Regions from separate parts of the Anser cygnoides genome. Here region 1 is linked to region 2. The links are chromatin contacts, called in public Hi-C maps. All regions are on one chromosome and are shown on one strand. The core of a region is the stretch at or near the end of the contact, and the rest is flanking DNA. Distances in the headings are between cores, read along the strand shown.

What was found. Hi-C and Micro-C count contacts between places; a contact is called where the count stands out from the background.
Region 1: a Hi-C map of liver shows a contact between it and region 2, with 3 times the contacts expected there. The contact joins two enhancer-like sites. A contact is called at or near these places in 3 of 7 Hi-C or Micro-C datasets (granulosa cells and liver).

Annotation. Positions count from the first base shown.
Region 1 is chr4:15,652,305-15,658,429 of Taihu_goose_T2T_genome, reverse strand. No RefSeq gene overlaps it. Among named protein-coding and RNA genes, the nearest start is that of C1QTNF7, 24 kb to the left of the region's middle. Within about 2 kb of position 1,454, at least 2 of the 3 cell types and tissues checked have open chromatin away from gene starts, as enhancers often do. A contact at or near this core is called in liver, where this site is marked.
Region 2 is chr4:15,301,933-15,308,130 of Taihu_goose_T2T_genome, reverse strand. No RefSeq gene overlaps it. Among named protein-coding and RNA genes, the nearest start is that of BOD1L1, 230 kb to the right of the region's middle. Within about 2 kb of position 2,495, at least 1 of the 3 cell types and tissues checked has open chromatin away from gene starts, as enhancers often do. A contact at or near this core is called in liver, where this site is marked.

The DNA.
Region 1 (6,125 bases), core at 205-2,704, 350 kb before region 2:
ATAATTACAGAGCGTTAAAAATGGATTGCTGTACCCAGGGGAATTTGCTCTTTGTTTGCCAGGAACAAATAGGCCAAGAGAATGAGTGTTCAGCATCACGAGTGGTGTTTGAAGGAAAGAGCAAAGTCAAAAGCATGTCGGCACCACCAGAGATGCTCTGTTTTCAAAGTGAATTTTTATTACACATTGTCAAGGTTGCATGAGAAATTCCCACATGTAATGCTCCTTGGCTAGGAGCAAGGAGTAATCTCCTCCTGTGGGAGTGATGCACGTGATGTTGTTGACCCAGAGGAATTTTTATATATATATATATAGATTTTTTTTTTTTTGAAGTGACCTCTTCATAACTATTTCTTTGCTTCTTAAGATGTTGCTTCCAAACTGGCACTGGGTTTTGATTACAGCTGTCACCTTCATAGTGGTTTGCACTTCATTAGCATTACCGTGCCTCCTCTTGAGAATCCCCAGGCCCTGAGCAAACACAAACCTAGAAATGCTAAAAGCATCCTGCTGCCATCAGTACCTCTGCAAATTGCTTTTCACTTTTAGAGCATCCTTTCTGAGTTATGAGTGCCTGAAAAATCTATTACTGTAGCAGTGATGCTGGGTGGCAATAAGAGGGGAAGTAGGCTCAGCACGTCTGGTTTTCCTTAGAAGTTGGCCTAAAACCTCTTGCACCCCACCCCCAGCTACTCTCCTTTCACCCCCAGGAGAGGTCCAGGATGCACTGATTCCCTTCATGGCTGGCGGGCCAGTGCACATCCCATGGGGGATGCCATCCTGCAGCCCTCCACCCATACTTGTACTTCTTTTATTAATTCCTTCTGGGTGCCTGAATTCATGTTAAGGGGCTTCTGACACCTCCTTGCACGCATTAATCAATAGGTAGCATGTATGTGTACACATACTGGGGCTCCAGGGACAAGTGCTTTTTACTGTTTCCATCCCTCTCTCCCTGTTAATCTCTCTGGTTGTTTGTTCCTTCCACTTGCTGTGTCTTGCCTTAAATTAAACCATAAGCCCTTCATCACAGGAGATGCCTTTTATTGTGGGTTGTTGGGAGGGGTTTTGCAGAGAATCCAGAGCGTCAGGCAGGGCTCTCCAGGCACCACTGAAATAATAATGAAGTAGTTTCACCAAGGTGGGACCAGAGAGGACTGTCGGCTAGGTTGGAATTCTTCTTGTCCCTGAAAATTGCCTAGGTAATAAGATAGCTGCTTTAAAATTGCTTGGGGTATCCCACAGGATTCTGTTTTGACTCTGATTTCCATTTCCAGCACATGTTCTGCCATTTGGCCAGCACGATCCACCCGTGCGAGCTAATTTAAGGTTGCTAAACAGATGACACAGAACATACATCTTTTATATTTGATCTCTGCACTGGTAAGTTCTCTGACTGATGGTTAATCTTAACTTATAATAGGATTTGCCCACACTCTCCCAAGAGCGGGATATTGGTCTGCAACAAAACGGCAGCCTTGGGTGGAAGCGCACCGGGGGAAATGTAGCACAGTTAATTCGTGTGCTTTGGCTTCTTGTCCTCTGGAATGATACTGGGCTTTCTAGCTAACATGGGTTTAATGTTGGTGTTAATTGCACATGTTGGAAGGTTTGACCAAGTTTGTAATAGTGCAATACCATGCTACTGTGAATTTGAGCACTGTTGCCATTTTCTTGTGCAGGTCAGCAAGTAACTCCTGATCTGTTAGACACGAGCCAGACAGTAGCAGCCGGACAGTGAGGTGTGTGTCCCTTCCCACCTCTCCTCCCTATCTGAAATCCTCCCTATTTTGGTCAAAGGGTAGGGTGCCAGGGGTGGTCAGGTTTAGGTACTAACTTGTTGTCGTGGCAGTTCTCTGGGGTTGAACGCCTGTTGTACATTAACTAACCTGTACTAGGGAAGAAAGGTCACATATGCAACGTCAAAAAACACACAATCCACACACACAAAACCACCAAGTCATCTGGGCTACGTGTTTGAGACCTGGGCTGACCCACTTTTCTATTGAACTGTATTTCTGTACCAGACAGGGTTGCCCCACAGGGAGAAAATCTTTGTACAAATGACCATAGAATCAGAACATCCCGAGTTGGAAGGGACCCACAAGGATCATCGAGTCCGACTCCTGGCTATACACAGGACCACCCAAAAATCAGACCATGTGTCTGAGAGCGTTATCCAAACTTTTCTTGAGCTCTGGCAGGCTTGGTGCCTTGACCACTGCCCTGGGGAGCCTGTCCCAGTGCCCGACCACCCTCTGGGTGCAGAACCTTTCCCTAACCCCCAGCCTGACCCTCCCCTGTCCCAGCTCCATGCCGTTCCCTCGGGTCCTGTCGCTGTCCCCAGAGAGCAGAGCTCAGCGCCTGCCCCTCCGCTCCCCTCGTGAGGGAGCTGCAGGCCGCCATGAGGCCTCCCCTCAGCCTGCTCTCTCTGGGCCTCTGGCAAGGGACCTCAGTCCTTTCCTCATATGTCTTCCCCTCCAGACCCTTCACCATCTTTGTAGTTCTCCTTTGGACACTCTCTAATAGTTTTATGTCCTTCTTATGTTGTGGTGCCGAAAACCGCACACAGTAAAGATGTCATTGTAGCCCATGCGGGATATTTATTAGCGAGGACCACTTCACAGGGCCTGGATCCCACTGTCATCTGGTCCTTTGCGAATATACTGTCAAGGCAGTTAATCGCAGATTTAGTGTTGTGCCTTTTTTGTTTGGTTTGGTTTAGTGTGACATTCAGGATTCCTTTACAGGCAACTGTGCAGAGCAGGGAAATCTATGTGAAATGCTTCCTACTGGAGTCACCATCTGGCCAATATTCATCTTGTTTAGTGAAATACCAAGATATCCATAGAACGCAGGTGTTAATGCAGATCATAAGGCACAAGTGACCGCAGTAATAAACCAACATGCAATGAAATGTAATTAACGCACCTGGTGCTTGGGTTTGAAAAGAATTTCAGTGCCTTTTTATTTTCCCTGCACACTGATGTGCATTTTAATAGTTGGAACTTCAATCATCACTTCCAACCAACCCTTTAATCATATTAATTCCCTTAAAAAGTGAACTATAATGTTTGCTAGTAAATAGTATTTCATAATTTAAGCAGGAGAGGGGAAAAAGTGGAAGCACACATGAAACCGTATGCTGCTTAGTTGCATTTTTGTGGCATGAAAAAGACTATTGTCCTGTTTCTGCTGATCTGGTTCTACCACTGGCAAAGGTTTGTTTTCAGTCGTGTAATCCTTGCTGGTAGGATCCAAGTGCTTTCGAACCAGCTGGAACAAGTGAAAAGATACGAGGCAAAAAATAAATGATTAAGCTTTCTATCACTGGATTTCACAGTGTGTTTTTCATCTCACCTCTGACCTGCACAAGTCAGGAATGCATATTTGTAAGGTTAATACCCCCAGGATGACATTAGTTCCAAGCAGACCCCAAAGAAACCCACATGGAAACATACTGGTAGATTCTTTTTGTGTGTTTACGGGTTCCAGAGAATCACATTTTCTTTTCAGATGTCCATTTACAGCGAGATCTCACCCGATCTCGTTAGTCAGCTGACAAATCACAAGCAGACAGGGCATGTGTGGGGGAAAGGGAGAGGTCACCAAGTCAAAGCCAAGGGTCACGGGTAATTTTTATGTTTGGATGGGTATTTCTCCAGGGTGGTCTTAAGGGTGTGAGGACCATAAATCTACACGGGCAGACTTGCAGGGACAGTCCTGTCAAGTGACTCCCAACCATGTGCTAACTATTTAATAGGGATTCAGAGAGCGGTTAGCTCCCTAGAGAGATGTCTGCTACTGACACTGCTATTGCTCAATCCCTTTCCCCCACCTCGATGCGGGTGCAGATTACAACGTGCTTTGCCACTAGCAGTTGGTGCTAAGCCACTGTAAATGAGCTGCTGACAAACCAGGGCCATGGGCAGCAGCCTCTTGGTGGCACCAGGCGAGGGCCAACCACTGCTGGCCAGGCACGGAGGGTCTACTTGACCACCCGAGCACCTTTGTGGATGCTGGCTATGTTTTTCTCCTTCGGCAGCTGAGCATCCCTGTAAAGCAGACTTTGCCTCCCTGTCATCAAGGACTGGATGCTGAGGGTCACTGCTGAGTGACAAAATGCACCAAAGCTCTGAGGCTGCATCAGGGACCTCTGCAGTGTCCCTGTCTTCCATCAGACAAAGGAAACCAGGAGAAATGTGGTCCTTACTGGTGCACGCTACTGCTTTTTATTCTGTTCAGACACAGAAAAAGAAATTAAGAAGCACTTGCTGACCCCAGCTTCTCTTTGCAATGTTGCTGTCTTGGCAAGCCCTGGGATGAGAGAAGCCAAGGTGGGCAGGGCTGAGCTGTGTTGTTCTTGATGGGCAGCCTCTGCAACCTCCTATCCCCAATGGCTGACTGGTGATATGTTGCCAATACTTCTGCAATGCTTCTGCCAGTGCTTCTGCACCAGCAGCACCATGATTGCACTTAACGTGTGCACATGGGTATGGGTGAGCAGTGGGGTGGGACTATGAGGTGTGACAATGAATGAGACCTTCCATCAGGCTGATGGGGACTGCAAAAAGGCTGACACGGATGTCCTCTCCTGTCTTCATCTGTCCCAGTATCCGTGCAATTCCTTCAATGACCTGGCTTGCTTTTTTTAGGAAATAAAAATCCTTCAGGGTGCTCTATCACACGGGGCCACCCTTGATGTTCCTCAGGTAACTGACTTTGTTCTTACATGAGTGTCCCCACGGTAAGATAGCAGCAGCAAAGATGCTTACGACCCTCAAAGCAAACCCTCACTAAGAGGACCGAGAGCTGTGAGCAGTACCAGCAGGTTACCAGGTGGGCTGCACGTCAATGGCTGTGGGCTTGCTGTGAGCTCCTTCGCACTGCAGACTTTACATGGTCAGCCACGTCCTTAAACAATGATGATGAAATTTCCACTTCTTGACTGAAGCCAGCTCTTGAACCCAGGTCCACAGAGGTGAAAGGCTAATGTATTAAGCTGTCTACTTCAATTAATCTCTAAACCCTGGACAGATTTACAAACTATTGGAAGAATTTAGATCGTATCTGATTTACGAGACACCCTTTTTTAGTTCAGATCGCCTTTGCAGATGGCCACCATACAGAGCAATAAGGATAATTACTATACAGATTTATTGTCAGGGTGGAAATTTTCATTTTCAAAATAATGCACAGCTGTCTATCCCGAACTGGCTACAATATGCAAATACAGTAGTTAACCTGTCCCCCACCAATTATTATATCTCAGGATGAGGAAGGCCTAAATATCAGGAGCTGGGTTATGGCATCAGTTCCATCAAAATCACCTGTCAGACTTAATTTTTCTGCACTTAGTGTCTGCCCCCAGAGCTGCAGTGCTGGCTCACAGATGCCACAGGGGCACGGATCCATTTTCAGCCATGGTCAGGGCAAGCATTTGAGATGCTAAACCGTGAGATCACTTTATTTCTTACATGCTTCAGAGAAGAAATTATGTTTCTTGAGGGCAGGATTGACAAATGGAGGCAAAGAAATCCTTTGACCAATGCAGCAATCCAAACAATTTATTGAAAACAGTACCAAAATGCAGGAGTGTAATTATGACCTACAGTATAAACAGCATCTCCCTGCCCTGGGCACAATTTCCATTCTTCTGAAGACTTTTGCAGTGAATTCTTGGGGAGAAGGTCACAAGGATGCATGGAGCATGCATTGTCATTAGCTATGGGAATAGGCAGTCCAATATATTCAGAAGGGGACTTTCTGTGTTAATTTGAAAGGAAACCTGGCACCTCAGGTACACTGAGATTTTTGTAATTACCTCTTAGTGCCTTAAAGAGCCTCCTGGTGTCTTGAGAAGCCCCTGGATATCCACTTCTGCCAGGCAGGGGCTGGGAGGAGGCAGAGTATAACAATCAGTCTGGCCTGAAAGTCCATGAAAAGTCACAGTAGTATGGCCACAGACACTGAGGACAAGACCAGGGGAACTTTTCTTTTCTAGGGTAAGTAGTCAACCCACTCACCTAAGAGGAAGAGCTGGGTTGTAGGCTGCAGGCTGGCACCCCAGTCAATAAAGTGAACCTGTGAGCTCCATGTGACCCTATGAAGACCACCATTTCCGA
Region 2 (6,198 bases), core at 1,246-3,745:
CATTTGTCTCTACTGAATTTCACCTTGTTCTTTTCAGCCCATTCTTCCAACCTGTCAAGATGATTTTTGAATTTGAATCCTACCCTCCAATTTACTCACAGTCCTTCCTACCTTCATGTCAGCTGCAAATTTAATAAGTGTATGTTCCATTCCATAACTCAGGTCATATTGCATAGACTTTTATGAGCTCTGGGAAGAATGAAAGAAATCAGCAGGCAATTTGACAAAAGCCTGTATTTCTATGTACCACTCAATGGCAAAAAAAAAAGTTTCCTTCTTTTTTTTTTCCTTTTCTTTTTTCCCCAAATATATCCGAGTCTTCTTTGGCTTTAGTGCTCTTTTTAAAACTCCCTATTTTTTTTTACCCCTGCTTTATTTATCAGAATAATTTTTCTAATACTAACTATTATGTTAATGGTTTTTAAAAGTCCATTGCAGGATAGAGATGTCAGATGGAGAATGATAGCCACTCACATTGTGCTAGTATTTTTAATATTGAATTAAGCTATAGAACTCGCTAATACAATACAAATGCCACTAATATGACAAAGATTATCCAAAACTGCTGACACCACCTAACTCCAAGGGAAAATTTCTCTGTGTTCAGCTTTAAACAGGCCTTTCTCAGAAGCTTTTATGTAGCTTTCCACTCATGCAGGTCAGGGCATCTGCCAAAAGAGTATTTTCCTTGCTGTTTATGTAGTGCAGCAAGTGACCATTTAGCTTAGAGGCAAGAACGTAAATCCTAATGTGTTTGATTTGTGGGGCTATGGTGGCACCTTTTCCGCCAGAAACAAAGCTTTCTCCTAGCTCAGCTTACTCAGCAGGGATTGTAAAGCTGGATAATCCCATGAGTTTCAGCTGTTAAACCTGTTGCAGATATTTAATATAAAATGACAGTACCACTGTTCTTTAAACTTTTTTTTTTTTTCATTTAAAAAATTCTGAGGGTATTGGCCCATCCTGAAACAAAACTTACAGTAACAGTTAATGGCATCTCTGTAGCAAACCTTTGAAATTTACATTAATAAGCAATCTGAAGTTACCTGGAAAGCAGAGGATTTCAGCTGAGGTTATATAACAAAGTTTGTCTTGGCTCATGTAAAACACATCATGAAAACCATACAAATCTTTAAAAACATCTTTAATGCGGGAAGCAACAACAGTCTGGAAAATAGTTTTCTTTTTTCAACTTTTCTTTAAGATTTCATTTACTATAATTTATCTACATCCATAATTTTTAAAGTGATTGCAAATGTGAATATCTGCTTGCATCCTGAGGAACCCAACAAAAAGAAACCTGAATAGATTTTTATATTTGTTGTATTCTATATGATGTCTTGTACTACCTTTGTCAGTATAAACCAGATGAGTTTTCTGTGATACCCAACAGCTGCTTCACAGGATGCACTTTCTCTTTTACCCTCTTCATGTGGTATTTTTTTGTAAGAAATGTTTTCAATGGTTTCCGTGAGGAGTTTTAAAGTTCGTTGAAGCCTTTACATTTTAGACTACACTACCCAGAACTCTTAACAGGCTGCAGACTGAGAAGCTAAGATGTGTTGAATTTTCAACAGAATAGTCTATGGTCCTTTTTTGCCAAAAATAAAAATCCTAACTTCAGATGTTCTCCATCTTTAACAAGGAAGATATACCATAGAGCATATTCTTTCATTTCCTGCTTTCAGCAACATTTCTGGTGGTGTCATTTACTTCTGTGTTAGAGCCTTTTTTAGTGCAATGGCAGATCTCTTTAAACTTTGCCTGAAGTAATAGCAACTAAAGTTTGTAGGATGACTTGATCCTAAGGAAACCTGAATATGTTGCCAAGAAGGGCAATGACACTTACTGGCATGCATTTCTCTATCAGACTGTTGATATAACCTCAAGCAAGATAGCAAACAGTGCTAGCTGAAAGACCCAGTGCAAATAAATAAAGCATTCAGAGAGTAGGGAGCCATAAATAACACTTTAAAATGTATAAAAAGTAACTCTGGGCACAAAAGGATTTATTAATTATTTTTCACTACTTCCTCTTGGTACGATTCTCCAGACCATAAGTGAAAGTCCTCATGTTTCTTTTTTTCCCTCAAAGAGACACTGTCATTAAAGTCAGCCTGTCTGTGATACCTTTCTTTTCAAAGGTCCATGTGGACTGGACACACTGTGTAAATTAAATATTAGGTTTGGAGAGAGTCTTTCTTGGTATTGTAGGACCTGCTTGCAGGGCCCCCATGAGAGGCCCGCTGAAAAACAGGCTCAGAAGCAGATGGATCCAGGGTTGCTGCTATGTGGTCAAACCACTTTATATTCTGAACTCTTCTCCTGTATTCCTCAAGGGCTGGTCAACAAAACAGGGAGTGTGGGAGAATTGTCTTAGAGATTTGTTGTTGTTATTATATATGTCATCTGTTGTCAAGAGCAAAAAGAACTTGTCAGCCTAAAACAAAACTGAAAAATGTATCTCGTATTTCTGCAGTGAAGAATCATTTGGGAAAGAATTGAGAGGAGTAAAGTTTGATTGTGATTCCTAGAATAAATTACAAAGACTTTGGAACTGGCTAAAAGGAAAAATAATAAGCACTCCCAAAGGCAATCCCTGCTTTCTAATTTGTCACGATACCCCAGCCTAGACATATATTTTTGCCTTTTTTGAATAATAGTCTAATATTATGGGGCCAAAATAAGAGTGAGTAATGTCTCACTTCTTTGAATCTTCACAGTATAAGTTTCCCAGCATAAATTCTCAGCTTGGCCCACTGAATGTTAAAATCTATCACTGCTTGCCATAATCCCACGAGAGTCAACATCTGATATATAGAAAGTTGTTTTCAACTATATTACCCTTGGAAAAAAAAAAAAAAATAAGAGGATGTTTAATATATCTGTTCAGAGGTACCTTGCTGGTGTACAGTAACCAGCAATAACAACAGTACTTCTGATTTCTGTATGTTATCTCTCATAAAGTAACATTAAGGAAAATCAAGAATGTCTTTACCACCAACAAAAGACAGACCAGCAACATCAGTGGCATATTGACCTACTTTCAACCAAAGTAATTTATGCTCCACCATCACTACTTGTAGAAATGTGTCATGGATCTAAAATACCCCAAAAGTGAGGAGGGATATCTTTTCTTTTCTTTAGGGCTTCTGTGGTATGTGGTCCTAATCACCATTATGCTCATCAGAAAGCGGAGGTTATTTTCTACATTGTTACCATTGTTGACAATTTCTTTGGAAAAAGAAGACCTTTGACTGTTTAAAAAAAAATATATATATATTTGACAGTGAAATTGCAGTGTGGTACCAGCTGTGCGTTGTAACAGACTTTCTTCACTTCCTCATTCTGGGCTGTCACATGGGATCATCTTCAGTAGCCCGGAGGATATGGTGGATCCCCTCAGTTGTGGAGGTTTGGGTTGTACCTTCAACAACAAAGACAACTGCAGAGGAGACCTTGTGTTTAGCTAAACTGCCTGGCTTCTAGTGGAAGGGAGGTATGAGGAAAGTCTGTGAAAACATGGTAGTGACCTTTAATCAAAATATCTTCACTTCCAGGCTTTCTGTTCTGTGAAATACTGGCCCTTTTTCTCAGCAATGGGAACTTCCCATGGGAAAAAAAAAAAAAAAAAAAAAAAAAAGGAAAAGAAAAAGAAAAAGAAAAAGAAAAAGAAAAAAAGAAAAAGAAAAAGAAAAAGAAAAAGAAAAAGAAAAAGAAAAAGAAAAAGAAAAAGAAAAAGAAAAAGAAAAAGAAAAAGAAAAAGAAAAAGAAAAAGAAAAAGAAAAAGAAAAAGAAAAAGAAAAAGAAAAAGAAAAAGAAAAAGAAAAAGAAAAAGAAAAAGAAAAAGAAAAAGAAAAAGAAAAAGAAAAAGAAAAAGAAAAAGAAAAAGAAAAAGAAAAAGAAAAAGAAAAAGAAAGAAAAAGAAAAAAAAGAAAAAGAAAAAAGAAAAAGAAAAAAAAAGAAAAAAGAAAAAAAAAAAAGGAAAAAGGAAAAATGTCATCCAAAAATGTGTTGATTAAATGTGATGGACAAACTCCAAAGCTTATGACTTTTGGCACTATTTTCAGTCCAGGAGAGTGGGAAATAAATTTGGGAAAGAACTGTGGGAAAAAAAAAAAAAAAACTTTAATCAAAAGTACTGAGCAAGTGAAGGAGTTGAGAATAAAACATAAGAGAAAATAGCAAGTTTTTCTTAAACCTAGGCTGATTTATATCTGTCATATGGATGCACTGTTACAGATGACTACAAATATCTCTAAAATATTTATGTATTTCTATTTCTCAGTATTCATATGGAGCAGTTATATGTCAGGAGGTACAGAGCCGCCATTTTTTTTATTTTTTTTTTTTTACCCTTATGCTTCATGACCTGAAAGTTGGACTTAATTGCATACTATTGACCCTCTTTGGTAATAAATAAAGAGACAAATATCAAATGTACCTCAGCTAAAGTTATTACTTTGTGAAGGTGTGGGTGGAAAAGGTTTCATTCAGTCATGAGGATAGCCCTTGTTCTTGTCACTGTGTTAAAAGCAGAAAACACTGCTGAGATTAGGAGCAGATCAGAGCCCATGCAGATGACGGACAGAACTGAAGTGACATAGAGGCAGCTTTGAGGAGCTGTGATGACTCAAACAGAAGTGACCAAGAGACTGTGGAGGGATACCATTAAAAACCTGTTGACCCAACACCAGATATGTGGACACTTGGGCAAAGCCAAAGGTAGAGGACCCAGTCTTCTTAGGACACCTCCTCAAAATGCAGATTCACTGCACCTTTATGTCAGAGTGTCGTTCATGGAATGTAGGATAAGTATTGCCACAAATATTTCAGCATTTACAGGTATCCCCAAAGACTATGAGATATTTTAAAGAGATTTAAGGACTTCAAAAATAAATATGTGGGCTACTCTCATGAATAGTGGTTTGGGGTAGGATTTCCCAAAATACATTTCAAGTATAACTGCTTCAACAGATGACAGGCAACAGAGGGAATATTCAGAGCTCTCCAGTGTAGCTCTTGCCACCCATGGGATGACACCTGCTGACAAGTTGTCCTCCAATAGATTTTTCATCAGTGAGTGCTGGCTTATCTTTCCCAAACTGTCTGTTTCTTTCCCTTCTCAGCCCTCCACCAAGAAATTTCTATGTTTTACTTGCATGGATCCATTGCTTGTGATGAAAGAAATAAAATAGGAACACCCAGTTCCAGTTTTACATCACTAAGTAGCACTATGGCACTTCATCACAATGAATTGGGACTTACACACAGTCTCCTTTTTAATCTTTGCAATTTTGGACCCTACACTGAAGTCAAACTTCTTCAAGGGTTTAAAATGGTTAAATAACATTTTTATTTCACCACTCCCAGATATTAAGATGGGTGTCAAAAGGAGTAATGTTTTTTCTGTTGTTTTAACTAAGTTGGAAAAACACTTGTAAAAAAAAAATCAAATCAAATATCTATTCATTAGAATTTCTGACCATTTTCAAGAGTTTCAGAGAAGCTTTGGATAGAACTTCAAGACTGAAATAATGTTTCAGCCATTTAGGCATACAATCAGTTGAGCGAGGTGCACAATTTTTCTTGCTGCCATAGTTTCCCTTCATGAGCTAACAGCCAGTTATTGACTTTTGCTTGTTCATTTGGAAAGTGCTACAGTTCAACAAAATCTATGTTCCATTAGCTTGCCTGATTAGATAAAATCTGAACAGGTTGATGATGAGAAAGAACATTTCACATCCCTTACAGCCCTCTGCCTAACAATCAAAGGAACTTTGTTGTGGACATTAGAACTGAACTGCATTGAGACAATCATTATAAAAAGAGTATTTTCCAGGGGATTCTTCATAGCCATGCCTTGGGCAGCTATCACCATTTTTATAAAACTAAACTGGGCCAGGTGTGTATTGTATTAAAACTAGTAGTTAGCTCATCACTTTCTGTAGGTGATGGTCTTCCAGAGGTCTTCCAGACCAGTTTGTGATCTTCAGGGAGTTTGCCAGCCCAAGAGGTGCTAAATAGGCACATCTTCTGCTTTGACAAGCAAAAAGAGTTTGATGATGAGGAAAGATATTGTAACTTAATGTTTGCAGTTATTGTGGAAGCATGAATACAGGGGAGTAAACCATGGATTTAGATAACAAATTTTGTTTGTTATCTTGTAATGTTATCTCTTTCCCCTTGATTGCCCTT